2 separate regions of the Hordeum vulgare genome follow, and region 2 is linked to region 1. Evidence: chromatin contacts called from public Hi-C data. All regions are on one chromosome and are shown on one strand. Each heading gives the region's core, a stretch centred on a gene start, on an enhancer-like site or on the middle of the called end of the contact. The rest is flanking DNA. Distances are from core to core; before and after follow the strand shown.

The links. Hi-C and Micro-C count contacts between places; a contact is called where the count stands out from the background.
Region 2: a contact with region 1 is called in a Hi-C map of seedling, with 4 times the contacts expected there. The contact joins the promoter of LOC123425475 here to the enhancer-like site in region 1. A contact is called at or near these places in 3 of 6 Hi-C or Micro-C datasets (leaf and seedling) and 1 of 1 datasets of contacts at active chromatin or transcription factors (embryo).

Annotation. Positions count from the first base shown.
Region 1 is chr2H:120,607,279-120,610,139 of MorexV3_pseudomolecules_assembly, forward strand. No RefSeq gene overlaps it. Among protein-coding and RNA genes, the nearest start is that of LOC123425474, 130 kb to the right of the region's middle. Within about 2 kb of position 1,368, at least 3 of the 3 cell types and tissues checked have open chromatin away from gene starts, as enhancers often do. A contact at or near this core is called in leaf and seedling, where this site is marked.
Region 2 is chr2H:120,986,666-120,989,526 of MorexV3_pseudomolecules_assembly, forward strand. It overlaps LOC123425475 (aspartic proteinase 36-like), which reads left to right and starts at 1,486. Exons shown (of 12, transcript XM_045109178.1): 1 at 1,486-1,878; 2 at 1,979-2,099. The coding sequence starts at 1,622.

The DNA of each region.
Region 1 (2,861 bases), core at 118-2,617:
AATATTGTAATTTGAAAGAAAAAAATCTCGAAATTTTGAAAGAGTTCAGGTAATCGAGAAAAAATCATGTATTCTAAAAAATGATGGATATTTGGCAAAATAAATATATGTTTGAAAAGTTCCTGGATGAAATAAAGACAAAAGACAAAAACTAGAACTGAAATTGAGAAAGGAAAGAAAAAACGAATAGAAAACCGGCAATGACACATGCTGTCGGAAATTAGAAGAAATCTGACCGGAAAGAAAAGGCAGTGCAAATCATTGGTAAAGGTTCCCAGGAAAACCGGTGAATAAAAGTGACCTAGATGCACCGGCAAATTTATAAACATAGTTCTGAAGGCGAGATGGCAGTCAGCGTCGCTGAAGGAGTTCCCCTATTGGTCGGACCAGTAGCAAGTTTGTGCATTTCGCCACTTTGTTTCATTTTCCTCTTTCGTTTTTCTCCATACTTTTTCCTTTAATACTTTTGTTTATATTTCAAGAAAAAATATATATTCCATAACCAATTAGTTAAGTTTTGAAAAATTGATTCTGCAGTATAAAAAAAAGGTTTGTGCAACTTTTAAAAAGAGTTGGTAGCATTTGAAAAAAGTGATTCAACACATACTTTAAAAATGATTTTTTTGCGGGAAACATACTTTAAAAATGTTTAATACATACACGAGCAAACCTGAAAAAGTTATTTGAAAAAATATAAGCACATATTAAAAATATAGTATATTTAACTAAATTTAAATTTTGAGATTTGTATGAAAAAGGTAGACATGAAATCCTGTACTGGAAAAAAGTTACTTTTGTGTATGATACTTACATAATGCATATTAAAATACTTACATAATGTATTTTGAAAATGTTAAAGATTTATATTATATCATATGAATTATGTAAAATGTGTATGAATTAAGTAGACATAAAAATCATATATTTAAAAAATATTAATCACGTATTTAGAAAAATGTGAAATGTGTAAATAAATGTTATGATACAGCAAAATATTGAGAATTCATATCAAATTTGAAAATTTATAAACAGTGGTTTTAAAAATGTTAAATTTCTATACAAAGTATTCTTGATACAGACAAAAAAATGTAAATTGTTGTCATGAAGCTAGACATGTGTTGAAAAAAATAAAAAGCGAAAGTCGAAGTACACAAAATTAAACAAAGGAACAAAGTGAAAGCTGTAGAAAACCAAGAATCAAAAGAAATCAAAGAAAACAAAAAAGGAAATACGATAAAGAAATACCATAGAAACCAATGTAAAACTTTGAAAAAATAATAATCAAAACAATGGTACAATACTGGGCCGCCCAATGATGCCACCTTGTAGGCGAGACATAATATGTCTTGGTTCGGCGGTATATAGCTCGTAAGTTTCGTTTCTATTTGTTCTAGTGCGGGGGATGTGGCATCGTTATTCCGTACACAGAGCATAGTATAGAGCCTCTTCATTTTTATTATGCGTTGTGGGCTGTTGTGGGTTGGCTCAATAACATCGCTTGCTTCGCTCCGATCTATTTTTCACGTGGACCTCATTCCTTGTAACCAGCAACTGCTGGCCCGGGAAAAAATGTCGGTCAGTTCTTCGACACAATTTTTAACAAATGCATCCATTCATAAAATGTTTATGGATTCTTCAAAATGATCAAGAAATACAAATTAATCATGACTTTATTAAAATATTCATGAATTTCGAAAAGTGAATTCAAATATGTTCGCAAATTTAAAAATATTCATGAATATGAAAAACTTCCATGTATTTTACTATTTTTTATTAATTTTTAAAAAATGTGCATGATTTTAAAATATTTGCAAATTGGAAAAGGATGTTATGAATTTCAAGCCATTAGAAGGAAAAAGGGTGAGAAGAAGAGAGAGAAAAACTCGTGATCACATGTGCCTCTAACTCGACTTGGGAAAAAAACCCGTCCTACAGCCCTGTGCGTCTTTTTATTACCAATGGACTGGTTTAACAGCGAACGTTCACTAGGAGGCATGACAATTGAGATCGAGTTGTATGGCAATTTATGTTGGTTGAGGATGGCAAGTTTAGTTAATATAAAACGGAAAATTCGCCCTAGTTCAGTTTTTTAGGAGGATATGTCGCACTTGCAAACTAAAGCGGCCATCCTCACAATAATATAAGTTGCCATAAACTGTTTAATTTGCCATCCCCTCTGAGCGAACGTCGGCTGAATAGCATTACCATGACCAATTAATCAGAGCTCCATGCAACGAGCTTGGAATAGGAAATTCCACGTCTTGTTCAAGTATTAGAAGTAAGACCACATAAAGACAATCAAAGGAGCTTCTTGGTGCAGGGCCCACAATATGGATCTAGCTACTGCCCATATAACTGAAATGATACTGATCTATAATTATTTGTACCAAAGGCAGTGAGAAAAGAAATCTTGGGTACAAATAGCAACTGTTGTTCTTATCTGCCCTTACAGTTCAAACAAAGTATTCATACTTTGATAAATAACTATTGCTATTTGTTTATACCCAAAAAGGGTACTGCCATTCCTGACAGTAGCTCGGTGGACCAAAGTTGCAAATATTGCAGTTTGTACCGGATATAACACAACAAACGTAGCTTTACTCGAAGCAGAAATTAAGCAAGAAAGAATATTAGAAGACTGCATGAAGTCTAGCTGCAAAATAGACCAACTAAGCTCAAAAATTTAGGAAAAACTTTGCTTCATATATAGGTTTTGAAGGAAACATTTTTTTTTTAAATTGACACGGGGAAAGACTCCCTCCGTGAATATATTTCAAATTTTGATTTTACATGATCAGTCAAGGCGAGAGGAGAAAATGTCACGCCACAAGCCGACATGTACTCTTAGTTTTGCTTGTGTA
Region 2 (2,861 bases), core at 236-2,735, 380 kb after region 1:
CAGTACATGAAGCGTTGATTTATTCTTATATGTACTAACCGATCTCATGAGTTTTTTTTTTTGAAAATTTGTGCAGATGAAGTTTTTGCGACTTAGATGAAATCAAGATATGAGAGGATTGAACGAGATACGAAAGTTCAAGCTTAAAGATGCCCAAGGCATAGACTTGTGAATAGTTTCAAACCCATATTGAATCCAACCCAAACTAAACAAGTCTAGGTCTTTATTCCAAATCAATCCAACCCAAAAAGTTTACAACTAGGATCCATGCCATTATTTGGAATTTTCGTCCAAACCCATCCAAACTATTTCCCCCTTTTGGATTCAACCCACAATTCCAAACTGTGGATACGAGAAGTTGGTGTGTTGACGTCCGTGTGCGACTCCACGCCTACTGCCTGCCGCGTGCATGATGCCCCAGTCAGCCGCGGTCTCGCGTACGGCGACCACGCATGCGCAAGGCCTGGTTGAAGGTGTCGAAACCGCCCACGTCAACGATTGGAAACTGCAAAGAGACGTGAGGCCAGCTTGCCGTCGAATATGTTGCTCGGGCCCTAATGCTCCTTCACCAACTAGATGTACACCGCCGGGATCCCGGACAGGCCGCTCATGCTCAGCGGCTTGATGGATGGAATGGATCGAGGTACGTACGTGCATATGGTAGCTGGTCTTCCTATAAATTTGGTTGAGAGACTGGATTTTGTTCATGGACTGAAATCATTTGAGACCGAATGGTTTGTGTCCAGATTAAACCAATCCAATCCAATTGTTGATCAAACCCAAGCCAAACTAGTTTGCTTTAGATTCTCGGACTATTTAAATCAACCCAATATAGTCCAATAGCAAATCCAACCTGAAACTAAGGTTTGAGCCCAAAATATTTACAGTTATGTCAAGGCATCCCAAATCAATGTTATTTCCTCCATTTTTATATACAAGGCCACAAACTTATATTAGACGTACCTAGGTAAGTACAAAATTTTAAAGATAGCTTTTGTTTTTATTTATTATGATCATTAATCATTAATATAGTGCATGCATGCAAGCAAACTGAGTGGAGAAAGTAACTAATTATTATTATAACTACATGCATGTAGAATTAAATAAGTTGTTAGTACGAGAAAAGTCATTAATGTTTGTCTTGATTATTGTTGGTGGCCTTATATAAATAAAATAAATAAATTCATAGTGACTTATAAGTAAATGGAGGGAGTACAACAAGTTCTTCCCGTTCTTCCCCTTGTCACTTGTCAGCTCCTCCCGTTCCCCTTCCACACTCCAATCTCACTGGAAAAATACACAGCTACGAATCTTTATCCAGTCGCATGCCAGAGCCCCCGTCCGAGGGGCCCCAGGTGCACGTACCCCAGCCGTCAGGCAGGACCACGGGCCATTTTCCTCCACTGGCCTGTGGGCCCTGCGATGCATTCTCCATTGGTAGGCGTTAACGAATATTATCCGACCCGGGCGGCTCGCGTAAACCGCGAATTTCCGACATTGCCCCTCCCCCTTCCTCTAACAAGTCGTCGCCTCGGCCTCGGCCCGGGCCTCGTCGCCCGCCCGCCCCCCCTCGGCACAACGACCTCGACCCTCCCCCATTCCTCGCGCGGCGCGACCGACCATGGCGAGCCGCGGCTGGCGTCGTCCGCTCGGCTCGCTGCCAGCCCTCGCCCTGGCCCTCTTCCTCCTCGCCGTCGCCGCCGCCGCGGCTGGATCCCCCGACCGAGCCGCCCCCTCGCGGCCGCCGCTGGTGCTCCCGCTCACGCTCTCCTACCCCAACGCGAGCCGGGTCGCGTCGTCCAGGTCCAGGAGAGGGCTCGCCGAAGGAGGCCGCCCCAGCGCCCGCATGCGCCTCCACGACGATCTCCTCACCAACGGGTCTGTACAGTTCGGATTCCTCCCTCGTTTCCTTCCCGCCGAATTCGCTGGATGCTCCGTTGGATCTGAGGCTCGCGGATTGTCTTCGTATTGGTTATAGGTATTACACGACGCGGCTGCACATCGGGACGCCCCCGCAGGAGTTCGCGCTGATCGTCGACTCCGGGAGCACCGTCACCTACGTGCCCTGCGCCTCCTGCGAGCAGTGTGGCAACCACCAGGTGGGCCCTGATTCCTCTGCTCCTGTGCTCAGCTACCAGCTCAGAAACTTTGTGCGATGATTAGATTAATTTGGATGGACATTTTGGTACCCACGCCTGAAACTCTAGGTGTGAACCATTGAAGCTAGCTAATTGATTATGTGGTTTCACAGCTGAATACATGTTTGTAATGCTACTTTGCATGCATCGTTATTTAGCGTTCTTAGTTCGCATAACTCGGCACGTAATTTGTCGATAGATCAGGAAATTCAAGTTTAGTTATGTCCTGTGAGTAGAGTACTAGATTGTAGGTGGACTAAGGACACCTCCTCAGCCTGCAGTGAGTAGTAAAACCGAGGCATACTAAATTATATGCTTTCTGTAAATCATTGATGACTCAAATTAACACCGTGTTCGGTATTCCTGAGTGAATACCATGCTTATCTTGGTAATAGCCAACAAAACTTGGCTTTTGTTTCGTGGACATTGTTTCAGCAAAAAGTTGCTCCATTGGATTGCCAAACCTTGTGGCTTTGGTATAATTAGTCCTAAATAAGTGTTAGCCAACTCCTCTTAAATTTCTCTATGTTCTTGGTCCCATTTCCCTTGCCAACAATTGGCAGACAATGCATTTGGCAGGTGTTTTGCTTGGTCATGCCAATGTGTTTGTAGCACCATTTTTTTTGTCTTGTTACCTGTTTAGTTACTATACCAATCCCATTCCCAGTTCTAGATCTAGTATTGCTGTTTTTATAATCTGTGCTGATTATCTGAATGCGGAAC